Regions from separate parts of the Mus musculus genome. Here regions 1, 2, 4, 5, 6 and 7 are each linked to region 3. The links are chromatin contacts, called in public HiCAR-type, HiChIP or PLAC-seq and promoter capture Hi-C maps. All regions are on one chromosome and are shown on one strand. The core of a region is the stretch at or near the end of the contact, and the rest is flanking DNA. Distances in the headings are between cores, read along the strand shown.

Evidence for each region. Promoter capture Hi-C pulls out the DNA fragments that hold promoters and counts their contacts. HiCAR-type assays count read pairs that join an accessible place to other places. HiChIP or PLAC-seq counts read pairs in DNA pulled down with a chosen protein or histone mark.
Region 1: a promoter capture Hi-C map of pre-B cells shows a contact between it and region 3, with 2.8 times the contacts expected there. The contact joins the promoter of Sgsm2 here to the promoter of Tax1bp3 in region 3. A contact is called at or near these places in 9 of 39 promoter capture datasets (the 3T3-L1 cell line, 3T3-L1-derived adipocytes, the HPC-7 cell line and 6 more) and 1 of 115 datasets of contacts at active chromatin or transcription factors (embryonic stem cells).
Region 2: a HiCAR-type map of astrocytes shows a contact between it and region 3, with 4 times the contacts expected there. The contact joins the promoter of Smg6 here to the promoter of Tax1bp3 in region 3. A contact is called at or near these places in 1 of 39 promoter capture datasets (cranial neural crest) and 1 of 115 datasets of contacts at active chromatin or transcription factors (astrocytes).
Region 4: a promoter capture Hi-C map of pre-B cells shows a contact between it and region 3, with 7 times the contacts expected there. The contact joins the promoter of Mettl16 here to the promoter of Tax1bp3 in region 3. A contact is called at or near these places in 13 of 39 promoter capture datasets (the 3T3-L1 cell line, 3T3-L1-derived adipocytes, the C10 cell line and 7 more) and 5 of 115 datasets of contacts at active chromatin or transcription factors (astrocytes, cardiomyocytes, embryonic forebrain and 2 more).
Region 5: a contact with region 3 is called in a promoter capture Hi-C map of liver, with 4 times the contacts expected there. The contact joins the promoter of Pafah1b1 here to the promoter of Tax1bp3 in region 3. A contact is called at or near these places in 18 of 39 promoter capture datasets (the 3T3-L1 cell line, 3T3-L1-derived adipocytes, the C10 cell line and 12 more), 5 of 484 Hi-C or Micro-C datasets (B cells, embryonic stem cells and pre-B cells), 10 of 115 datasets of contacts at active chromatin or transcription factors (the 230-238 cell line, bone marrow-derived macrophages, embryonic forebrain and 6 more) and 2 of 9 other capture datasets (adipose tissue and liver).
Region 6: a promoter capture Hi-C map of stem cell-derived epiblast-like cells shows a contact between it and region 3, with 5 times the contacts expected there. The contact joins the promoter of Mnt here to the promoter of Tax1bp3 in region 3. A contact is called at or near these places in 16 of 39 promoter capture datasets (the 3T3-L1 cell line, the C10 cell line, the HPC-7 cell line and 10 more), 4 of 484 Hi-C or Micro-C datasets (embryonic stem cells, liver and uterus), 16 of 115 datasets of contacts at active chromatin or transcription factors (DN3 thymocytes, T-cell acute lymphoblastic leukemia, acute myeloid leukemia and 9 more) and 3 of 9 other capture datasets (adipose tissue, embryonic stem cells and liver).
Region 7: an H3K27ac HiChIP or PLAC-seq map of extraembryonic endoderm stem cells shows a contact between it and region 3, with 10 times the contacts expected there. The contact joins the promoter of Cluh here to the promoter of Tax1bp3 in region 3. A contact is called at or near these places in 10 of 39 promoter capture datasets (the 3T3-L1 cell line, the C10 cell line, the SN4741 cell line and 5 more), 3 of 484 Hi-C or Micro-C datasets (bone marrow-derived macrophages and embryonic stem cells), 12 of 115 datasets of contacts at active chromatin or transcription factors (astrocytes, bone marrow-derived macrophages, cardiomyocytes and 7 more) and 2 of 9 other capture datasets (adipose tissue and embryonic stem cells).

The regions. Positions count from the first base shown.
Region 1 is chr11:74,895,649-74,898,407 of GRCm38.p6, reverse strand. It overlaps Sgsm2 (small G protein signaling modulator 2), which reads left to right and starts at 1,339. Exons shown (of 23, transcript NM_197943.3): 1 at 1,339-1,583. The coding sequence starts at 1,527. It overlaps Tsr1 (TSR1 20S rRNA accumulation), which reads right to left and starts at 328. Exons shown (of 15, transcript NM_177325.3): 1 at 193-328; 2 at 1-31. The coding sequence starts at 289.
Region 2 is chr11:74,924,478-74,927,237 of GRCm38.p6, reverse strand. Smg6 (Smg-6 homolog, nonsense mediated mRNA decay factor (C. elegans)) reads right to left here and starts at 1,384. Exons shown (of 19, transcript NM_001002764.2): 1 at 1,235-1,384. The coding sequence starts at 1,322. Srr (serine racemase) reads left to right here and starts at 1,290. Exons shown (of 9, transcript NM_013761.5): 1 at 1,290-1,619.
Region 3 is chr11:73,175,637-73,178,336 of GRCm38.p6, reverse strand. It overlaps Tax1bp3 (Tax1 (human T cell leukemia virus type I) binding protein 3), which reads right to left and starts at 1,254. Exons shown (of 4, transcript NM_029564.2): 1 at 995-1,254. The coding sequence starts at 1,033. It overlaps Emc6 (ER membrane protein complex subunit 6), which reads left to right and starts at 1,295. Exons shown (of 2, transcript NM_025318.3): 1 at 1,295-1,398; 2 at 1,586-2,700. The coding sequence starts at 1,634. The coding sequence ends at 1,966.
Region 4 is chr11:74,769,517-74,772,376 of GRCm38.p6, reverse strand. Mettl16 (methyltransferase like 16) reads right to left here and starts at 1,514. Exons shown (of 10, transcript NM_026197.3): 1 at 1,393-1,514.
Region 5 is chr11:74,722,891-74,725,671 of GRCm38.p6, reverse strand. Pafah1b1 (platelet-activating factor acetylhydrolase, isoform 1b, subunit 1) reads left to right here and starts at 1,288. Exons shown (of 11, transcript NM_013625.4): 1 at 1,288-1,673.
Region 6 is chr11:74,829,531-74,832,292 of GRCm38.p6, reverse strand. Mnt (max binding protein) reads right to left here and starts at 1,369. Exons shown (of 6, transcript NM_010813.3): 1 at 892-1,369. The coding sequence starts at 964.
Region 7 is chr11:74,648,056-74,651,028 of GRCm38.p6, reverse strand. It overlaps Cluh (clustered mitochondria (cluA/CLU1) homolog), which reads right to left and starts at 1,525. Exons shown (of 26, transcript NM_001081158.3): 1 at 1,335-1,525. The coding sequence starts at 1,434.

The DNA of each region.
Region 1 (2,759 bases), core at 90-2,589, 1.7 Mb before region 3:
TTCTTGCAGAGGATTTTCGGTCCTACCCGGCCTGGAAGGCAGATCGGAAGTGGCTGCTCTTCTCCTCTCAGTCAAATCAACCAACAAGAACCTTCCTGCGCCGCTTAAGAGCCTTGGGCAAGGGTCCCAAGTCTAGTCTCGGTGTGGGCACGGGTACCGGCTAAGCAGCCCCTCTCCCTCCTGTCTACTCACCTTTGCTGTCCCGTTGTGCGGACCCACCGCCGTGATGCCGCCCGCCTTTATGAGCTTTATTCTGCTGCTTCAGCGGCCCGGAGCGGTGAGCCGCCATTCTGCAGTCCACGTGTGCACCAAGTGAACTCTACTTCCGGGCGGACCCGAGCGTTTCCGGCCCTGGGGACGGACTTCAGGCTTAGCACTTCCGCGACCTCTCGCGAGGTTTTTTGCCGCCAGCCTGCAAGCGCAGCGCCCTGAGTGTCCGCAGAGACGTCGTGGTGCCTTTTCCCACGCTGCAGTCCTCTGCTGAGAGATGGAGGATGCCGGCAGGAGTCTCCCGGCTCCGGCTCTGGATTAGGAGGTCAATTTTGCGCCCATCTTTCCATTTTTGCACGCTTCAGTTGCATCACGTGGGAAGAAATAAAAGTCTTTTCACGTAGACTATTGCACGCCGCTCTCTGCGGTCCCAGTGAACTGTACAAAGGGGTGACATTTGTACCTGAGTGGCCTTTCCTTTCCTCTATTACTCTAATTTCCAACGCGAAGCACTTAGAAGGGGCTCGTGTCACCGGCTCTGGAATGTCTCTTATTCCAACTCGCGCCCCCCTCTTCCCACAAATCTGCAAGATGAACCAAAGCGGATGTCGGCGACCCGGAGGAGGGCGAAGACTTCCCCTTGCGCTCGGGCACCTGTTCTTAGGAGCTCACAGTCGGGTCCTTGCTTTCCTCCTGCAAGCTTTGCGACTGAGCTGCAAGTAATATATGAACACTCCACAGGATCCGGAGGAGTGACAGGACCAGGTTCGAACCACAGTGACGCAGAGCCGAGACCCTGGCTCCGTATAGCTCCTCTCCCAGGGGCCAGAAGTCGGGAGCGGTCACGGTGGTTGAGGTTTGCCCAGACACAAGCACATTCCCAAAGTCCGCCCGCTGCGCGGCGCAGGCCGGAGCGGCTGACTTCCCAGCGCTCACAATGCGGGTTCGCGCCCTCGGGGCGGGAGCCGGCCAGTCGCCATGACAACCGTCCCTGCGGCGCGCGCCCGGCCCCGACGCCCCCAGGCGTCCGCACCCGCCCTTGACCCCCCCCCCCACCTCCCCAGTTGCGGCGCACACACCCCCTCCCTGCCGGCAGTGGGAAGGGGCCGGGCCTGCTGCCTGACGTCTGCGGGGCTCGGAAGATGGCTGCGGAGCTGAGCACCGGGCAGTGGCTGCGGCGGCTGCAGGCGGGGAGCGCAGCGGGCGGGGACTCCGCCTCGCGTGTGGGGCGCTGAGTCGGGAGGCGCGGAGGCGGTGAGGGCGCACCGGGGGCTCGGGGGGCCACTCGGTGCCACCTGCCCGCCACCTGCCGCACCATGGGCAGCGCAGAGGACGCGGTCAAAGAAAAGCTGCTGTGGAACGTGAAGAAGGAGGTACGGTCCGGGGCAAGGTCTCAAGGGGCTCGCACCCCTCCCGCGCTGGCTCGGGAGCAGAGAGGTGGAGGCACCCACGCGCGCGGCTGCCAGCCCACCGTGCCAGGCGGGGGCGGGGTCCTGGGCGGGCCGCGCCCCACGCCCCTCTCTGCATGTCCCGGGCAGCGCCCTCGGCCAGGGTCAGGCTTGCGCCCTGGGGCTTGTTTGCTCCACGGTGCTCCCGTTCCCCGCCCAGTGACGGCAGCAGCGCGGGGAGACCGCGATCGGGGGAGGGGTGGCGGCGATTGCTGGAGAACCCGAGTTGCCCATTCATTGCGGGTACTGCCCGGGGAGGGGGCGGGGTCCCCACGGGCCTCCTGGAGGCTGCGAGCCACAGTTCCAGGGGCTTCGCCCTCGGGTGTCCAACACACCGCCCTCTTGTGTTCCCCTGGCAAGTGAGTCGTGGCTAGCAGAGGGTTCGCTGCACACCTCACCGTTTCTCCCTCCACGCCCACCTCCTTACCCAGGAACTCGGGTATTTTTAAGAATGGTTTTTAAGACTCAGATTATTTTTGCCCTTTTGAGGGAAATCCTTCAGAAACAAGAGTTTCTCTCCACTAATTCCCTTTACCTTGACGCTGCTTAGAAGCTCATTTCAATTTCGGGGGTTGGGAGGGGGGGGCTGCTCATACGAATGACTCACCAGCTTGTGAAAGAGCCTGCAGTGTAGATGAGATGAGTGAGGCCTCCCTCCTCAGCCTGCCTCTCTAGCTGGGTCTACCAGGTGTGAACTATGGAAGGCAAAAACAAAACAAAACAAAACAAAAAACCTGTCTGCTTGTTCACTGTTTTGTTTCCAGAGCCTGGCACACTGGTAGGCACTCTAATAAATATAGCTGCTGATCCTGGAAACTGAGGTTTGGTGAGATAGTCTTGAGTTGTCCAGACTTACTTGAGCTTTACTTGTGAACTTGAGTAAAGTTACTTAAACTCAAGTCTTGGTTTCCTAGTTTCTTTTTAAAATAGGATAATACTGTTTCTCTCACATACATAAATGTATCATATTTTTTCATGCACCCTTGGAGTTTGACGGTGGTTTGAGAAGACTCTGGACTCTCTGCATTAACCCTGACCTGGCTCGTGTGCCCTAACTGTTCCCTTCCTTCTTGACATCACCTTTCCAGCTTGCATGAACAG
Region 2 (2,760 bases), core at 135-2,634, 1.7 Mb before region 3:
ATAAAATCCTAGTACAGAATTATAATGTATATACAAATGCAAACAAGCTGGTAGCCAAGTATTTATACACCTGCATCTATACCCACTTTTGTTTGGGGGATGGGGTGGGGGCGAAACTAAAATTTTAGGTTTCTGACTTGAAAGTTGGGTATGGTGGCATATGCATATAATTCCAGCACTCTGAAGGCTTCAGTCAGGAAAAGTATCCAAACTCAAGGCCAGGTTGGGTTACACAGTAAATTCAAGGCCAGTATTGGCTACAAGGTGAGACTTTGTCTCAAAAGAAAAACAAACACAAAATAAAAGATACTGCTGCCTTGGCAAAAGTTTAGCTTCTCCACCAAATGTGAACCAAGATAAAGCCGTTTAACCTCAGCACCCTGAGTAAACTTTTAAACTTAGTTTTGGGGCGGAGCCAGGAGAGGTGGTGACTACTATTTTCCAGAGGAGAGAGAGAAAACAGCCTGGTTAATCCAATTCAGTTGGCCAATAAAAACCAACCTCACAAATTCTAGCCACAATCCTAGAGAAGGTATCTTCTGTAACTGTCATCCTAAGCAACACTGGCTAATGAAGGAGACCAGACACCAAAATATTTCTCGCGCTTTTCTGATGCGAATGGAGACTGGCAAATTAAGCATTCTCTCTGATCACAACTGCTCCCACACACGCCAAGACCAAAACAAAACCGAGTCAGCTCTCTGAGGTCCTGGATCCCTCCAGTGGCCTAGCACTAGAAACCAGCCTTGGGGGGTGGGGGGGGGGGGTAAGTTCAGCAAAGGAAGTCCTAGCCTGTTAAGCCTTTCTCCTCAATTTCCCCAGCTCCTCCTCTCCGACGCGGAACGGAGGACTACGGAAAGGTACACATACACAGACTATTCTTTTGGGAACAATACGTCTCGGGGCCTCTACCGGACCCTAGCACCCAAGCCAGTTCGTGTCTCCTCCGGACTGGAACTCAGGCGCTGGCGTGAGAGGGTTAGGGCACCGGAGAACAACCACGGCGCCGCGCCGAGCAAGAGGGCGGAGGCTGAAACTCGCGCTTGGGCTCTGCCCCGAGGGCCCGAGGGAGCGGAGCGACAGCCTCGCTGTCTCCCAGGGGCCGCCGCAGGCCCGGGCGCACTGTTGGGGAAGGGGCGGGGGTTCGGAGCGCCGCGGACGGGGCGGGGAGGAGGCAGAGGAGAGGGAGGCGGGGCGGGCAGGCCCGGCCCAGCAGCTGGGCGGCGCAACTCACCTCTGCTCCCGGCCTGCGGAGCCAGAGTGGCCAGGATCCCTCGCAGTTCCGATGCGGAGATCCGCACACGCTCCAACCCCTCCGCCATCTTCGCGGCGGCTGCTACAGCTGCGGCGACTCGGCCACCGCCGCGCGCAGCCAGGAAACCACGACGGACGGGCGGCGCGCGCTCACCCACTCCCACCCTTTTCCCCGCCCCCCTCCTGCCTGCCCTCCCCAAACGACGGTGGCCGCACTGGGAGCAAAAGCATTCAGCACGTTCAACTAGGGCCTTGCCGGAGCGGGCGAATCGGCCGCGGAGACGGCGTGTGCGCGTGCGCAGAGGTGTAAAGCTAGGACGGTCCGCCGAGGCTCGGAGGTGGAGGCGCAGCGCTCTGGAGGCGAGGTGAGGCGCAGCCAGGTGTGACTCGCCCATGTCAGGTGGGCATTCGGGTCTAGGGATGCCAGTATTGCTGCGGTGACCACCGAGGACACTGCTTTTGATCTGGGGCTCGGATTGACGGAGACATCCTACAACCCGGCCTCCTCCGATCATTTTAGGCCGAAGTCTCCTTACCGTAGGCCTGGATTGTGGAGTTTAAATATCTTTTATTATTATCCCCATTACTGGTAAACGGAATCTCAGAGAGTGGAAGAAGTAAATTGCTCCGTGTATCGTTTGATTGTACCAGAGTACTAAAGTCTATGACAGTTCATCCCTAAGACTTGCTGGAGGTCGTTGTGTGGAGGTAAAAAAAGAAGGAAATTATTCGATCTGGGAATTACTGTTAGCATTGAGAATTTTTTAAAATTACTTTTTTAGTACTCAAGTCAATTCTCCCATCTTTACATCTTTAAATTTTTACTGATGCTGGTAAAAATAGCTCATTCTTATATTCACGGTACTTCAAAGGCTGTGGTGGGAGCATTGCAAGTTCAAGCCTGGGCAACATAGCACATTTGAGGCTAATCAAGGCAACATATTAGAAGACCTTGTCCCCCAAAAAGGAAGCAAAAAGTTAATTAGACTAGAAGATGGGTACTTTAAGCTCATTGACCATTAACTCCTATTAGAAACGGTGGGGTGGAGAAACTTCCTATCCAAAGACTGCCTTTCTCCAGTCTTTCCTTCTTCCCTGTCTCACACAGTCATTGACCCTTTAGACCTCAAAAAGTAATAACCAGTTATGCCTTGATCATAGTATAAAATATTTGATAGTACTCATACAGTTCCTGTTATGTGACAGATATTTCACCATCAAAAGAGAAAAATGCCGGGCGCACGCCTTTAATCCCGCACTGGGGGAGGAGGGGCCGGCAGAGGCAGGCGGATTTCTGAGTTCGAGGCCATCCTGGTCTACAAAGTGAGTTCCAGGACAGCCAGGGCTATACAGAAAAACCCTGTCTCGAAAAACCAAAAAAGAGAGAGAGAGAGAGAGAGAAAGACAATGACTGAGAAATAGTCAACAGCTCAAATGAATGGGTATAATTAATTAGAGTGGCCAGAACAAATGGCAGTTTTTGTCAAAAGATTTGAGAGGAATAGG
Region 3 (2,700 bases), core at 5-2,504:
CAGTAGCTTTGTTGCCCCCACCCTCCAACACACCCATCTAACAAGGCCCATCCCTACAGTTCCAGGACTGTGGACACAAGTCACACCTGTGACTCCAACACTTGGAAGGCTAAGAAGGGAGTACTGCCAGAAGTTCAAGGCCAGTTTAAGCTTAAGAGTAAGGCCCTGTCTGGGGAGTGATTTGTGTCCTTCCTAAAAGCTTCCTTTTAGGAAACTGGGCACTGATGCTTCTCTCTTGGGATTCAGCTGCTCAGGGTTGGCCAGCGCCCCCATCAGACTGTAACATCTACCCCTCCATCCTGTTGCCTATTCAAATACACCTGATTGATACACAAGACAAACCGAGAAGGAGGCCCTGGAAAGGTCTAGAAGCTTAAGTGTCATGCACAGGACAAACACTAAGCATCAAGGGCTGAGTACCCTAAAAAGTTCAGAAGACCAAGCCTTAGCTCTCGAGGGGTCTGTCCCAAGAGCAGCGAGGCCGGATGAGAAGCGGGAAGGGGGATGCACAAACTCTGGCCAGCCCCACCCCCTAAATCTCCTACGGCTCGGCGGCGGCGGCGGCGGCGGCAGTGTGCCGGCTGGAGCAGAGGAAACGCTTCCTCATTCCAGAGGCTGCGACTCACAGGACATCGGCGCCCGCCCCCCACGGCCGCCCAGCTGGGGACAGGAGGCCCAGGGCAGGGGAGTTTTCTAACACTCCCGCGGACCAGCCTTTCTCCTACGTCCTCCCGGTCTGCGCCTAGTAAAAGGTATCCACCCGACGGCGGCAGTGCACAGGATCTGGCCTCTGCCCAGGGTCCCGGGAGGCTCTTAGGTCCCAGCCACCTCTCCAGGCCAGGGAAGGCTGCAGCACTGTTAAGCAGAAACGGCCACCGGAATATACGCAGGAGCCCCGGGTCCTATACTTTCTCAGCCTGTCTAGATGTCAGTTTGCCGCTCTGCGAAATGGGGGTGAGCCAAGAGGAGAAGGAGCCCGCGCAAGCGCACTCACCACTACGGCGGTGACAGGCTGGCCCGGGGTGTAGGACATTTCGACCGAAATCTGTCAAGGAGACAGCGCCCGGTGAGACCCCCAGCGAGAATGCCCGCGGCCGCGCCCTCCCTGGTTAACAAAGGGCAGCCCTGCTCAGCCCGCCCCCTCATGAATACTTAAGAAGTCTCTAGCCAATCAGCATCTGGAGCGCTGTTGGGCTTTCCGGAGTCCCGGGACTTGTGTGCTGAAGTGGGGCGGGAGGGGAGAGCGCCCGAGGCGCAAGCGTAGGAGGGTGGGGCGGAGTTTGTGCGCCTGCGCAAACCGAGCCCTCCCAGCAGCCTCCAGCGCAAGATGGCGGCGCGGGACTCTCCGCTTTTTCCTGTCTGAGGGAACACGAGGGACTGTGTGCCGCGGCGTCTCAGGTAACTCCGCGAGCCTGTCGGGCGTGTGCTGATGTGCTGCTGTCCCGGGCCGGCCCGAGCCTCAGTTTCGGCGTGCAGTGGAGGTCAGAGGCCCCCAGCACGGCGTCGGAGGTCCCAGGGGGAGGAGGCGCCGTGCGCTCAGCTCGCCAGGCTTCGGGCTCCACTTGTAACTCGGTTTTCTCCACAGCTCCGCGTGAGTCGGCGTGAAGGCAGAAGCGGAGCCCCGGCGGGTGCGATGGCCGCGGTGGTGGCCAAGCGGGAAGGGCCGCCGTTCATCAGCGAGGCAGCCGTGCGAGGCAACGCCGCGGTCCTGGATTACTGCCGGACCTCAGTGTCAGCGCTGTCCGGGGCCACCGCCGGCATCCTCGGCCTCACCGGCCTCTACGGCTTCATCTTCTACCTGCTTGCCTCCGTCCTGCTCTCCCTGCTCCTCATTCTCAAAGCGGGAAGGAGGTGGAACAAATATTTTAAGTCACGAAGACCTCTCTTTACGGGAGGCCTCATTGGAGGCCTCTTCACCTACGTCCTCTTTTGGACCTTCCTCTATGGCATGGTGCACGTCTACTGAAATGAGGGCAGGGGTGACTTTAAAACAGATCGGCAAGGCTCTTGCCAGAATTAACACCGGGTAGACTTACTTAGATTTTAAATTGTTGGAATTCGCTGCTTGTTCTGTACTGTTATAATTTATATCTGAAGACAGAGCCTGTAATATTATTCTTCAGATTAAATGAAGTGTGACACCTTGTCGTTCCTTGCTTAGCCAAGCTTTGAAGTCGCCAAGATTTGCTCCCTGGAGAGCAAGTACGAGGCCACAGCCTGTATATTTTTTTGGATTTAACGCCTAGTAAGTCCAAAGGGACCTCTAGAGTATACATGAGAGAATTTAACGTTAACATCTTAAGAACTGGTAACAGTTCGTGTTACTAAGCTTTCACTGTGTACCGGCATTGTGTGTTTTCATTCTCGCCATAGCAATGGAGATGTTACTGCTAACTTTCTGTTAATGAAAAACCTGAAGCACAGAGAAGTTAGTTGTCTCTGCCAGAAGTGGCTCGTCTGGAAGGGGGCAGGGCCGAGGTCCAGTTGCAAGTCTGTTTGCTTTTGCTGGATTGGGTAAGAGTCCTCTTCTAGCACCCCCTCCCACTAACCACTGCTTTCCCACGTGAGTGAAATCAGCTAAGTTCCAGTTACACCAGGTTTAGCCAGTCGCCTTTCCTATAACAAAAAATGCAAGCTATTTTTCTAAATCGTTGTCCTCTGGCGATTAGGTTATGTGGACATTTAATCAAATGAGTTTGT
Region 4 (2,860 bases), core at 265-2,764, 1.6 Mb before region 3:
CTTTAAGCCTTTGGTCAAATGCCATCTTATTTATATCTTCTTGAGCAAGTCACTAAAACATTCAGTGACTGGAACGCACACTTTATTTTTCTTTTTTTTAAGCTTTTATTTATTTTTTGTATATGAGTACACTGTAGCTGTCTTCAGACACAGCAGAAGAGGGCATAAGACCCCATTACAGATGGTCATGAGCCACCATGTGGGTGCTGGGAATTGAACTCAGGACCTCAGGAAGAAGAGTCAGTGCTCTTAACCACTGAGCCATCTCTCCAGCCTCCCGCCCACCTTCTGTCTTTGAAATTTACTCACTTGGCATTCCCCACACATTTGCTTTAATTAAAAAAAAAACCTTCCCTACCAGTAAACTTCATGAGGGAACATATTTGTTCCCTGCTGTACCCCAATACTCAAAATAGGGCCTGTAAGGGGAGGCACTCAACTGTTGGTTGACTGGGAAGAATATGAAGTCACCAGGAGATCTAGCTCCGAGTGACAGAGCATGTGTCTAGCACGTGCAAGGCCTGGGCTCAGTCATCAACACCAAAGAAAATAAAGGAAATAACTATGAAATACTTTCCATCTGTGTGAGACACACACAGCATTCTCTTTCTGAATGGGCAGCCCAGTTGAGTCTCAACAATAACAAAAAAAGGCTCATCGGAGCGAGTCCAAAACCCAAAAGACCTCTAGGCCAGCCTTCTTTCCTCTTTAAAACTTCATGTTTCCTGGGTTTCTCTTGGCCTTTATCTCTTCACACATCATTTCTTCTAAAACTGAAGCTTATAGGATACTCTAAATTTGGCTTTTATGATGTCAAACTATGGAGGCAATAGAGACAGACCAGCGTTCAAGAGCACCAGCTGGTCTTCCAAAGGACCAGGGCTCGATTCCCAGCACCCGTATGGCTGCTCACCTAGTGCCATGACACAACCCTCTTCTGGCCTCTGCCTGCACTGTGCACGTGCTGCACAGACGTCCAGGCTGGCAAAACACCTACACCTACAAACTGTTTTGTGGGTTTGTTTTTTTTAAGTTTTTAGGAGGAACAGAAAACTCAACAGATGTCTCCCACCTAGACCCCAACACTTCCGTTTTCTCTTCACGCCCCCACCTCACAAACTTGACTTCTCCTCCGCCACTTCCCCGGCTCATCCACACCTTCTTCCCCTGGGTTTCAGCGCTCTCTAAGCATTGGCCTAGGCGAGGGACGAGGCCATCTCTCCTCCAGCTCCTCCCACCTACCGCCGGCCTTCGCGCACACCCGCCCGGGTCCCCGGCTTCTGACCCAGCGGTAAGCCCCCAAGGATCCGAGAACCGGAGGAGAAAAGCAGGTGAGCCGCTTCTTAGGCGATCCTTGTGCGCAACCGGATAAGAGATTTTTGAACCACGCACCTCGCAGGCCAATGGAGCAGGCGGACGGAGTGCGGACAGGCCCGCAATCACCAAGCCCACACCACTCACACAGCCAAGCTCCTGGAAACGCAGATGCTACGCTCCAAGCGCGCCGCCATCTTGCGCAGCCAATCCGCGCCGTGACTGGACAGACTACTCTCGCGAGACTTTTGACTTAGCCTAAAGAAAGAAGGAACTATCGCGATACTTGGAGACGGCGGTGAGTTTTCACCCAGGTTTGGGGGTGTGGTCGGCCGGGAGTCTTCTTAGGTTAGCGGATGGAGAAGACCTCACTAGTCCGCTGGCATGCAGCTATGTGATGGAGCCCGGCCAGGAACTTGGAACTACCCTCCTCCCCTGGCCTTTCTGGGTGCTGGGATTACAGGGATGGGCTACCCCACCAAGTTGTAAACGTTTGTTTTCCTTTGTTTTGAATGTAGCTTTCTTCAGCTCTCCCCAGCCTTACTAAATAGTACTAAATCTAGTCTTGGACAGGAAATAGGAAGGCTAGATGGGTTTGATGGCAATTAACACTTAAGTGCACAGCAAATCTGTGTGATGACACAGTAGTTACAGATAAACCTGTGAGATGGGTAAATAACTGGTACTTAGAAACTGTTTTGGGTGGGATAGGGGACGGGGAAATGGCTACCCTAACAAAAGACCCAGGTTCGAGTCCCAGCCCCAATATGGTGACTCGAAACCAGCTGTAACTCTAGTCCCTAAGTGCCCTCTGGAAGGCACACGTGCACGTGGTGCACAAACATGGAGGCAAACAGCCATACACATAAAGGTAAACCTCTTTTTAAATTCTATTTTTTTTTTTTAAAGAAACTGATTTGGCTAAAAAAAGCATTGAATCTGGACTCACGAAGCAAAAGGATAAAATCCTGGCGTGCGTTTGTTTGTTTGTTTGTTTGCTCGAGACAGGGTTTCTCTGTGTAGCCCTGGCTGTCCTGGCACTCACTTTGTAGACCAGGCTGGCCTTGAACTCAGAAATCTGAACTCAGAAATGCCTCTGCCTCCCCACCAATAGGCATTTCGTTGTCAGTTTTGTACGATGTTCTGTTCCAGATTGGCCAAAGGGTGTTTTCAGATTGTCTGTGTCAGTCACCTGGAATTCCTGGAACAGTAGGACTGATCAAGAAATACTTTTATAGAGCAATGCTAGGCCTCAAAGGACGGGAATGCCTCCTCTGTACTCACTGAGGGCAATTACCTGCATAGACGAAGCTATGTGCTGCAGAAGGAACAGTTGTCTTCAGGGAGCCCAGTTGCTTCCCTCCACCTTGCAGACCAAGCAGAACAGGACCAAGACCACACTGACCTTGGCTACTTTATTAGCTATGCTAATACCCCCCCAATTGCCCTACCCCCAATTTTTCCTTCATTTAACCCTAAGTATGGTGTTATAGGCCTGTAAATCCAAGCATTTGGGATATTGAAGCTGGAGTATGAGTTCATCCTA
Region 5 (2,781 bases), core at 39-2,538, 1.5 Mb before region 3:
CCTCCAAAGTGCTGATATTAAAACACCATGTCCAGCTTTAAATCATTATTTTAAGATAGGGTCTTACTATATACACCATGCTGGCTTCAAACTCGTGGCAAGTCTCCTGCCTCCGTCTCCTCAGTGTTAGCATTACAGATGTGAGTCACCCTAGCTTGTTTATTACTATCATCATTGTTTTTTGTTTTTTATAAAAAGGATGCTCCTGAGGCTTGCAGAGAACTTCTGGGCTCTTGCTGGTCTCCTGCCTCCTGAGTAGCTTGGGCTACGTGCCATGTGCCACTTTGTTTGGCTACTGGGTTTATTTTATACTGATACTGAGGCCAAAAAGAGATATGATAATTTAGTCAAGGTCACATTCCCAGTGGTGACACCAGGATTCATACTGGAGACATTAACTCTGCAGCTTCCCAAGTGATTTTTACAGTATTTACCTTCATCGAGGGACGCAATAGAATCAGTTAAGCCTCAGTGCTGGAAAACACAAGTGGATAATGAAGTAATCTCATTCAATACTTAAATATCCTATATTGAATAATTCAGAGCCCCAAACCTTCCCTTTCAAAAATCAAGTGTCTCTTTGTGGAATAAATTGACATCAAATCCCCCCAGATTTGTCATCAATATACAATTCATAATATAATAAAACACAGACATGTCTTGTAGAGAATAAAGTTCCAGGTCTTTCTGTGGATTTCAGTTTCCAGAATCTCTGATGAATACATGTGACTAAGGAAAAGAATAGCTGAATCACATCTACAGGCGATTCCTTCCGATTAAAAATCTGTACCAGAAAGGAACACAAGGCAATCCATCTGCCTTTTAACCTCAACAGCTCTTCTGCCCAAGCCCACCAATTTACTTTGGTCCTTTTGGGTGGGTGGGTAGGTGGGGGATGGGGAATAATCCCACAGGCTAAGGCAGAAAGGAAGCATCCTGGCTTGGCTCCTGCTCTAGCCAGCAGGGGCCGAAATGCCAGTGCACCGGGTACCCGCGGTCCGCCGGGACAGCGCAGTGACCGCTGAGGCAGAGCAAGAGTCGTGATGGACGCCAGCCGTCAGGCAGTTTAGAGCAAAAGGGAAGCTTCCCAAGGGATCAGGGGGCAGAAGCGAGAAAAGCCGCGGACGGGACGCAAGCTCGCCGGTCGGCTCGGGTACAGCCGCCAGCTCACCCTGCGGAAGGGCGCGCGGCCCAGGCCCAGGCCCAGGCCCAGGCCCGGCCCGCGCATGCGCCGCGGGCCCTCCGCTCCCCTCCCTCTTCCTGGCGGGTCTGGGGCGGCGGCGGCGCGGTGACGTCAGGGCGTTGGGGCAGCTCCTGTGACAGACGGAGCTGGAGCGGCGGGGCGGCGGCGGAGTCCGGCGGCCGAGATAGCGAGTGAGGGAGCGAAGGAGCAGCGAGCCGAGAGTCCAGGGAGCGAGGAGGACCCGGAGGGGAGCGCTCAGGCGCGAGCGAGAGGACGAGCGAACGCTGGGCTAGGGCTCGAGCCCCGGAACGGCCGAGGAGCCCGCCCGCGGCCCTCCCCTCCCCCTCCCCGGGACCGGGCCCAGCGCGCCATCCTCCCCCTCCCTCCCTCCCTCCCTCCTTCCTCCCTTCCCTCTCCCTCCCCCTCCCCCGCTGGTGGATGGGAGTGAAGGACGGAAGAGGCCCTGCGGAGGCGGTGGTGCAGCGCTCCGGTAAGGCGGCGACGCTCTGCGCCCTCCCCTCTGTCTCTTCCATCGCGCTCGGGTGGCTGCGGGCCGGGCCGGCGGCCTGACGATGTGGCTGCGCCGGTCCCCTCCCTCCCATTCTCCCCTCCCCCTGCCGCCGCTGCCTCCTCCTTCTTCTTCTCCTCTCCTCGCTCTCAAAATGGCGGCCGCGACGGCCGTTGAGTGAGAGGCACCGAGGAGGGGGCCCTGGCCTGGGAGGGCGCTGCCCTGGCTCCGGTTCCTCCGACCCTGGCAGTGGGCTACTCAGGCTGCTGAGGGTTCAAGCCGTGGCCTCTCGGGCGGCATCGCCCTCCTGCCGCCGTGACTTAGCAAGAAAAGTATTCTTGGGTGGGAAGGGCGTGGATAGCAGGTCGCTCTCTGATCTTGGGGAAAGGGCTCAGCCCTCCTGGGCCGCGGAAGCGAACCCGCAGTCCCCACCCCTCCTTGGCTGGCGACTCGCCGCCGGGGCTCCAGCAGCTACCAGGCCTTCCAGGCGTCGGGTTCTCCGCTTGTCCTTAGGTTGAGGGTGGACCCGGGGAGGATGGCCCGCCGCTCAGGCCCTCGGCCCCCCGGTGCGGTGGTGGTCCAGCCTCTGCATTCAGTAAAGATCTGCAGCATCCACCCACCGAATCGGGCAGGATTTTCCTTTTTGCTACTGACTCCTCGCACGGGAGTTGTCTTTTGACGTTGCTAACACTGAGCTCCCAGGTTCTCGATCATTCCCTTCATCCCATCTCTCCACTCCATTAGGAAACGCTGTGACTATTTACCCTCTCTAGCCTCCCAGGTGAGAAAATGTTTTTTTGAGACGGTGGGCTGATTTCGTCTCCCAAGAGGAAAGAATTTCAGTCTTGAGATAGGAGAAAGCAAGGTGCCTGGCTTTATTTGTTATCCTGCCTGCTTTTTCCAGTGACTTAGCAAGAAACTCCTTGGGAGGAGCGCAGGAAATTTTCTGTTGAGGTTGGGTTTGGGTGTAATTCCTATCAGTATTTTTGGCTAAGAAATTGTGCCTTTGAAGAGTACCAGATTTGTGGTCTCATTCTCAATGGGCGATGTCATGTCAAGGATACCTCCTCCTCACCCCCCCCCCCCTTTA
Region 6 (2,762 bases), core at 120-2,619, 1.7 Mb before region 3:
GGGGCCTGACTACGTCAGCAGTCCGGGTAACCAACGGGCTTGGGACGCAGGCACACGCAACATTCCAGCCAAGAGCGGGTTTGAAACGCGCAGACACGCCACATTCCACACCGGCTAAAGCAGGGCAAGGCAGGGGGGCCTAGGGCTGCCCCCAGCGACCCGCGGGACACTCACATGCACCCAATCAGCGCAGCTCTCAGCCAAAGCTAGACGTGCGACCCAGCCCAGCTCTGGGAGGCGGGGTCAGGCGGGGCTGGCCAGGATCATAAGACACGCGATGTCATTTCATTCTGCAAAGGCCGCCTCCGCCCCAAGCAGCGCGTAGATCTGCCGGGAGCGCTCCCCGCACCCTCCAGCCCAGGCCAGGGAATCCGAAGAGCAGCTCGGCGTAGAGTATTCCCCACCCCCACTCAGTTACGCACACGCCCACTCGTGTGCTGTACAAACACACCCGTGTACAGGTCCGTTCATCCGCTCTTCCCCGGTTCCCATCACACATCATCTTGGTGCTCACACGCAAGCACACGCGGGTCTGCCACCCCCACACATCAACATCCCTCTCCCCATCCCCCGGTTCACACATCCTCAATGGTAGCGAGGGCGCCGCCCGCCCACAACTAAGGGGCCCCCCACTGAAGGTGTACGGGGGTGCCAGTCAGCTAGGGTGGTACCCGCAGAAACTGGGTCCTTCTTTGCATGTTAATGAATTCATTAATTATTTTCAACGTTCGCATCACTCCTCCCGGACGGCAGCTCTTGCGGGGAGTTTGTGCCCGGCTTTTTAGGTCGCGCCATAGAGGGGCCTCCCTGCGATTTCCAGTGGGTTCAGGGATCGGGGTCACTGGCCTCCCCTTCTGCCCAGTGCCCCAGGGGCCCAGCCGGGCCGCTCACCACGTGCTCTCTGTTGTTGCTGCGCTTGCCATTCCAGGAAGCGGGCCGCCTCCAGTAGCGTCTCTATGCTCATCGCGGCGAGAGCAGCCGGGGGCGCGCCGGGGCCGAGGCTGCGGCCCGCGAGCCAAGCACAGGTCAGGCTGGCGGGCCGGCAGGAGGGAGGGATCACCTCCGGGGGGCGACAGGGCTGGGCGGCGCAGCGCACTCCTCAGAAAAGAACGGGGGAGCACGGGGAGAAAAATCAATGTCTCCCAAAATATTTGCAAAATAAAAATTTGCAAATTAAAAAAATTTTGATGCAAAAAATAAAAAAGGCGGCACTGCCTTCTTCCTTCCTTCTTCCTCTTCCTCCCTTCCGATGCCTCCCGCCCCGCGGCCCCCGGAGTCCCGCCGACAAGAAAGGGCTTTGCAACAAGATGGCGAGGAGGCACCGACACACACAACAAGGGAAGGAGCCGCGCTGCCCCCGGCCGCCGCCCCCGCTACTACACCGGGGCCGCAGCCAAAGCCCGGACCGGAGCCCCCGCCCGCAGGGCCGCGGCGTCTCACTGAGGGCGGGGCCGCGCCAGGGATGGCCCCGCCCACCGCGCGCGCACACGTGGCTTGGGTGGGGGTGAGAAGATGGAACCAGGCTTCCTCGCTGTTTCCGCTTTCCCTACTTGCCCCTCCTCTCCGTGGCCAGCCACAAGTTAAACGGGGTTTGCGTGCTTAGGGCATTCACGGCGGGATCTGCCTTGCTGAGAGAATGGGAAGCCCAAGGCTTCGGTTAGCTGAGACAGCGGTGACACAGGTCAGGGAGACCTATAGTCTGACCCCTAGGTCTCTTCGCCCCACGTAGACACGACCTAAATCCCGCAGCCGTCCGGTCTGTCGCAATTCCCCCCGGGATCCGCCCCTGGGCGGAGCTGACAGCAGGCTGCTAGAGTCCTGACAGAGGGACGGGAGAGCTGATCCCGTTCCGGATTTTGTCTCTGTTCCTCCCCCCGCAGTGCGTTCGCATCCTATTAGGCTACATCACCAGGCCGCCCGCCAATGGGCGGGCAGGACAACACGGCATGGAGCAGCTCCACATGGACACCCCGCGCCGCCAGCCTTCGGTTTAAAGGGACAGTGTCTACAGGGTCGTATTAGCGGGTGCGGATAGGGCCACCGGGTGACGGAAGGGTGAGACACCTACAGGGGAATTCCGCAGTCCATCCCCTGCTTTACATTACCCTCCCATTCAAAACCAGGGCTTACTTCCCTTCTCCTAAATTCTTTGTCCACCGGTTTCTGATATGGGTGGGGACTAAAAGTGTGCCACTCTAGAGGGCACCTCGTTGTTGGGCCCCGGCACCAGTAATCAAAAGGAGAAGCGTCCAAAGCCCAGGCCGAGGAGGCGTGGCCTAAATCAGGAACAACAACGTGGAGGGCGGAAGCCGCGCGCTACCCTAGCGGCCCGCTGGGCGCGGGGCGGGGTCGCTCACTGTGTTGGGTTGGAACCGCGCACTCTCCTAAGCTCGCCAGTCAGTCTTTATCTTGGCTGCAGGGCTTAGGACTGTCCCTAGGTACAGTCAGAAAGATCTTTGAAGTCAGCTTGCCCAAATCATTGCACTTTGCAGGTAAGAAAACTGAGGCCCAAGTGAAGGGACTACTCCAACTGCTCCTTGTTCATTGAGCAACTCGTAGTCTAGTCAGACCTCTCTCAACCGCCAGCTGCCTCTTACCACCTCGGGTCCTCGCAAAAGTGAAGAACTATCAAACTGCAGTTCAGGAAGGGGGCTGAGCACTTACATCTTCTTGATTAGGACAACAAAAATATCCTACATCTGGAACTCTCTTTGGTGGAAAGCCATACAATCTCCATTCGTACAGTTAGCATTGAAAAGCAC
Region 7 (2,973 bases), core at 276-2,775, 1.5 Mb before region 3:
GTAAACTGGAAATCCAAATGCTTCCCTGGACAATGAAATCACTATGACCTTGGACAAGCTGCTTCATATCTCTTCAGATCTCTTTGATGGAGGGGAAACAGGCAGCTCTAACCTTCTCTTACCCAGCCTGCCCATGGATTCAGAGCCACGACATTTTTCAGCACTTCTTGTGCTTGGGTACAACTCAGGCCTTGTCTTGGGCAAGGTAAGTCCACTGTGATGGATAACAGTCTAGCAAGTGCTAGGCCCATTAGGGCCATCCTTACTCCCGTGTTAGCCTTAGTCTGCTCACCGGAGCTGGGAAGAATAAGGAGATGAGCTGAGGAAAAGAGAGATAAAGAGGGTCTGCACTCACTGGCATCCTGGGTAGAAAGGACCAGGCTGGCTCTGAGGAAAAGTGAGGAGGCCCTAGGAAGGGGTTTCCAGTTTCAAGGCTGGAGCCTGAGACTTGGTAAAAAACTAACAGAAAGGGCACAGGCTAAGTACAAGAGAAGTAGGCCCCACCCCTAGACAAGCCTCTGCCACTCCCAAAGCCACCACCACACAGCCCCCACGGGGGAGAGCTGGGCGCTCCACTCCACACTAATGACCTTTGCCTTAAAAAAACAGCAGCTCTAGTCTGACCCACTTTTCGCAATAAGGCAGGTTAATGATCAAGTTCAGGCACAAACACCTCCCCCTGACAAACAGCTAGGCTTTGCCCACACACAGGCAGGACCCCAAACCCCTGATCAAGTGGAGGCCAGTAACTAAAAGAATTGAGACCACAGCCTGATGACTTGGGGTTAAGCCCTTGTCTCTAAGAATGTACCAGAGACAACCCACCCCAATAACACACACACACACACACCCCAACTTGCGCTCTTCCCATAGTCCAAGTTTGGGCAGCTCCAAACTGAGCCTCACTCACAGTGCTGCAGCTCTGCCGCACAGGAACGTCTAGGACAAGAGAACCAGAAGGTGGCAGGGCCGCAAGTGTCACTGCCCCCAGCCCCAAGAGCTCCCCAAGCAGGGGCGCGGAGGGGGTGGGGCCGCCGATTCCATCGGTCTGCGGCGGCGGCGCACCCTGAAACCAAACCGCGTGTGCGCGCACGTGTCCCCGCGATCTTGCGCGAGTGTGTCCGCCGTGGATGCCCTTCCACGGTCCCCACGTGCGAAGTCCAGGCCGTAGCCGGGGGTGCCACTGAAGGTGACCTTCAGGGCGGGGGCGGCCCAGTGCACCGCCCACACTGACGCGGAGGGAAGACGGTTGTTCCCACCGAGTCCCGAGCCCTCCGGCCGGACTCGGCCCGGGCTCTAGCCCAGCTGTCCCTGCCCCCGGCCCACTCACTCACCAGCCGCGTTCGGCCGCCCCTTGCCGCCGGCCTGCGAGCCGTGCTCCCGGGCGCTGTCGGCCGGGGCGGCCGCCGGCAACTCGTCCGTCTTGATGACCATGGCGGGAGCAGGCGTCCGGCTCGCCTGTCCGCGCCGCACGCCGCGCCACTAACCCAAGTGCCCTGCGCGCCACGGCCGCTGCGGGAAGGACGGAGTCACCGGCCCACGTGGTGCGCGCTTTAGCCTTTGACCCCGCCGCCGCTCCCCTACCCCGCCCTCGCGCCCGGCCTGCCCACGGCAGACGACGAGGGACAAAACACCGAGCACTCCGTAGTCAGTTCACAGATTCAGTGACTCTTTCAAAGCCTTAAAGGCAACGCGTCCGGGCTCAAAGGGGAGAGGCCTCGGCCCCCTGGTGAGGCGGGGCTTCCGGGAGACGTTTCCTAGGTTCGCCGCCCGTTGGGCGGGCGCCGTGACCTTGGGTGGAGACTTGTCTAGGACTGCCTTCGCTCCCTATTCCCCCTCCCCCAATGACCCTCTGCTTCTTATTGAGCATCTGCCAAAAGACCGCGTCGTTCTAAAGCAGCTTTGTTATCACGACCCTCTGTATCCTCCTCACCGAGTGGGCTCTTTCCTACTGAAGGGAAGGGTCTAGAGTGTATTTGGATTATTGAGGAAGATCGCTTCTAGGCCTTTTGGCTAAGATCAAGTGTGGATTATTGAGGAAGGTGTGCAGGTTGCAAATATGCATAAAGTGTCAGAAACAGACTATGAAAACTTGGACTCAGCACCATGGGCTCCTCCCCTATCTGTGTAAAACACACACACACTCACTCACTTCCAGGCCACTATCTTGGTTTACAGTGAAGGACAATGAGGGCCAAAGTCACAGAACAAGTTCAGATTTAGACCAATAAATAGATCCTTACTATAGTTGTTATCTATTTTTCAGTTCTTTTGGTTGGGTGGGGAATAAGGAGTGAGGTCCATGATTGCTGGGGGAGGGGGGGTACTTTTCTTGTGTGTGCCCTACTGAGTATTAAATTCAGGACCTCTGGCATGGTAAAGGTGTCTACTGCTGAGAGACAACCCTAGTCTCAGGTGATATTGAAACCAGGTCTATCCAGACAGTTATGTTCAGGCAGAGAGGGGACAGGGTAAGCCTTCCATGCACAGGTGGAAAAGCCCTTTGTGAAACACTAAACACAGTCTTTACACTTGCTAGGATTTAATGGACCCTGGCAATCTGAGGCTGAGATGGGAGCGGTCTACATACACCCTTGTATACATTGCAAAGGAAAGTTAAATCTGCTTTCCTTTTAGAGATCTAGTGTGACCACAAGGGCCTGCAATCCCAGTTCTTGATAGGTAAAGGCTGGAGGACCTGAATTTGGAGACCAGCTTGGGCTACATAGTAACACACTGTCAGAATAGAATACATAGGAAGTTCAGTTTGCCCCTAGAGCACATGTGATGATGAGAACTGAAGCCAAAAGAAGAAGGAACCCTCCATTGAAGGGAGAGGGAGGAGAGAAATGTATGTGTCAGAAAGATCCTCTTGACTGTTATGTGAGGGCAAAGGAGAACTGAGCAGGACTAAGGAGAAGTGATTTCAGGCTATTGCACAAGGAAGTTGGAAGAATGACCAAGACCTTATTG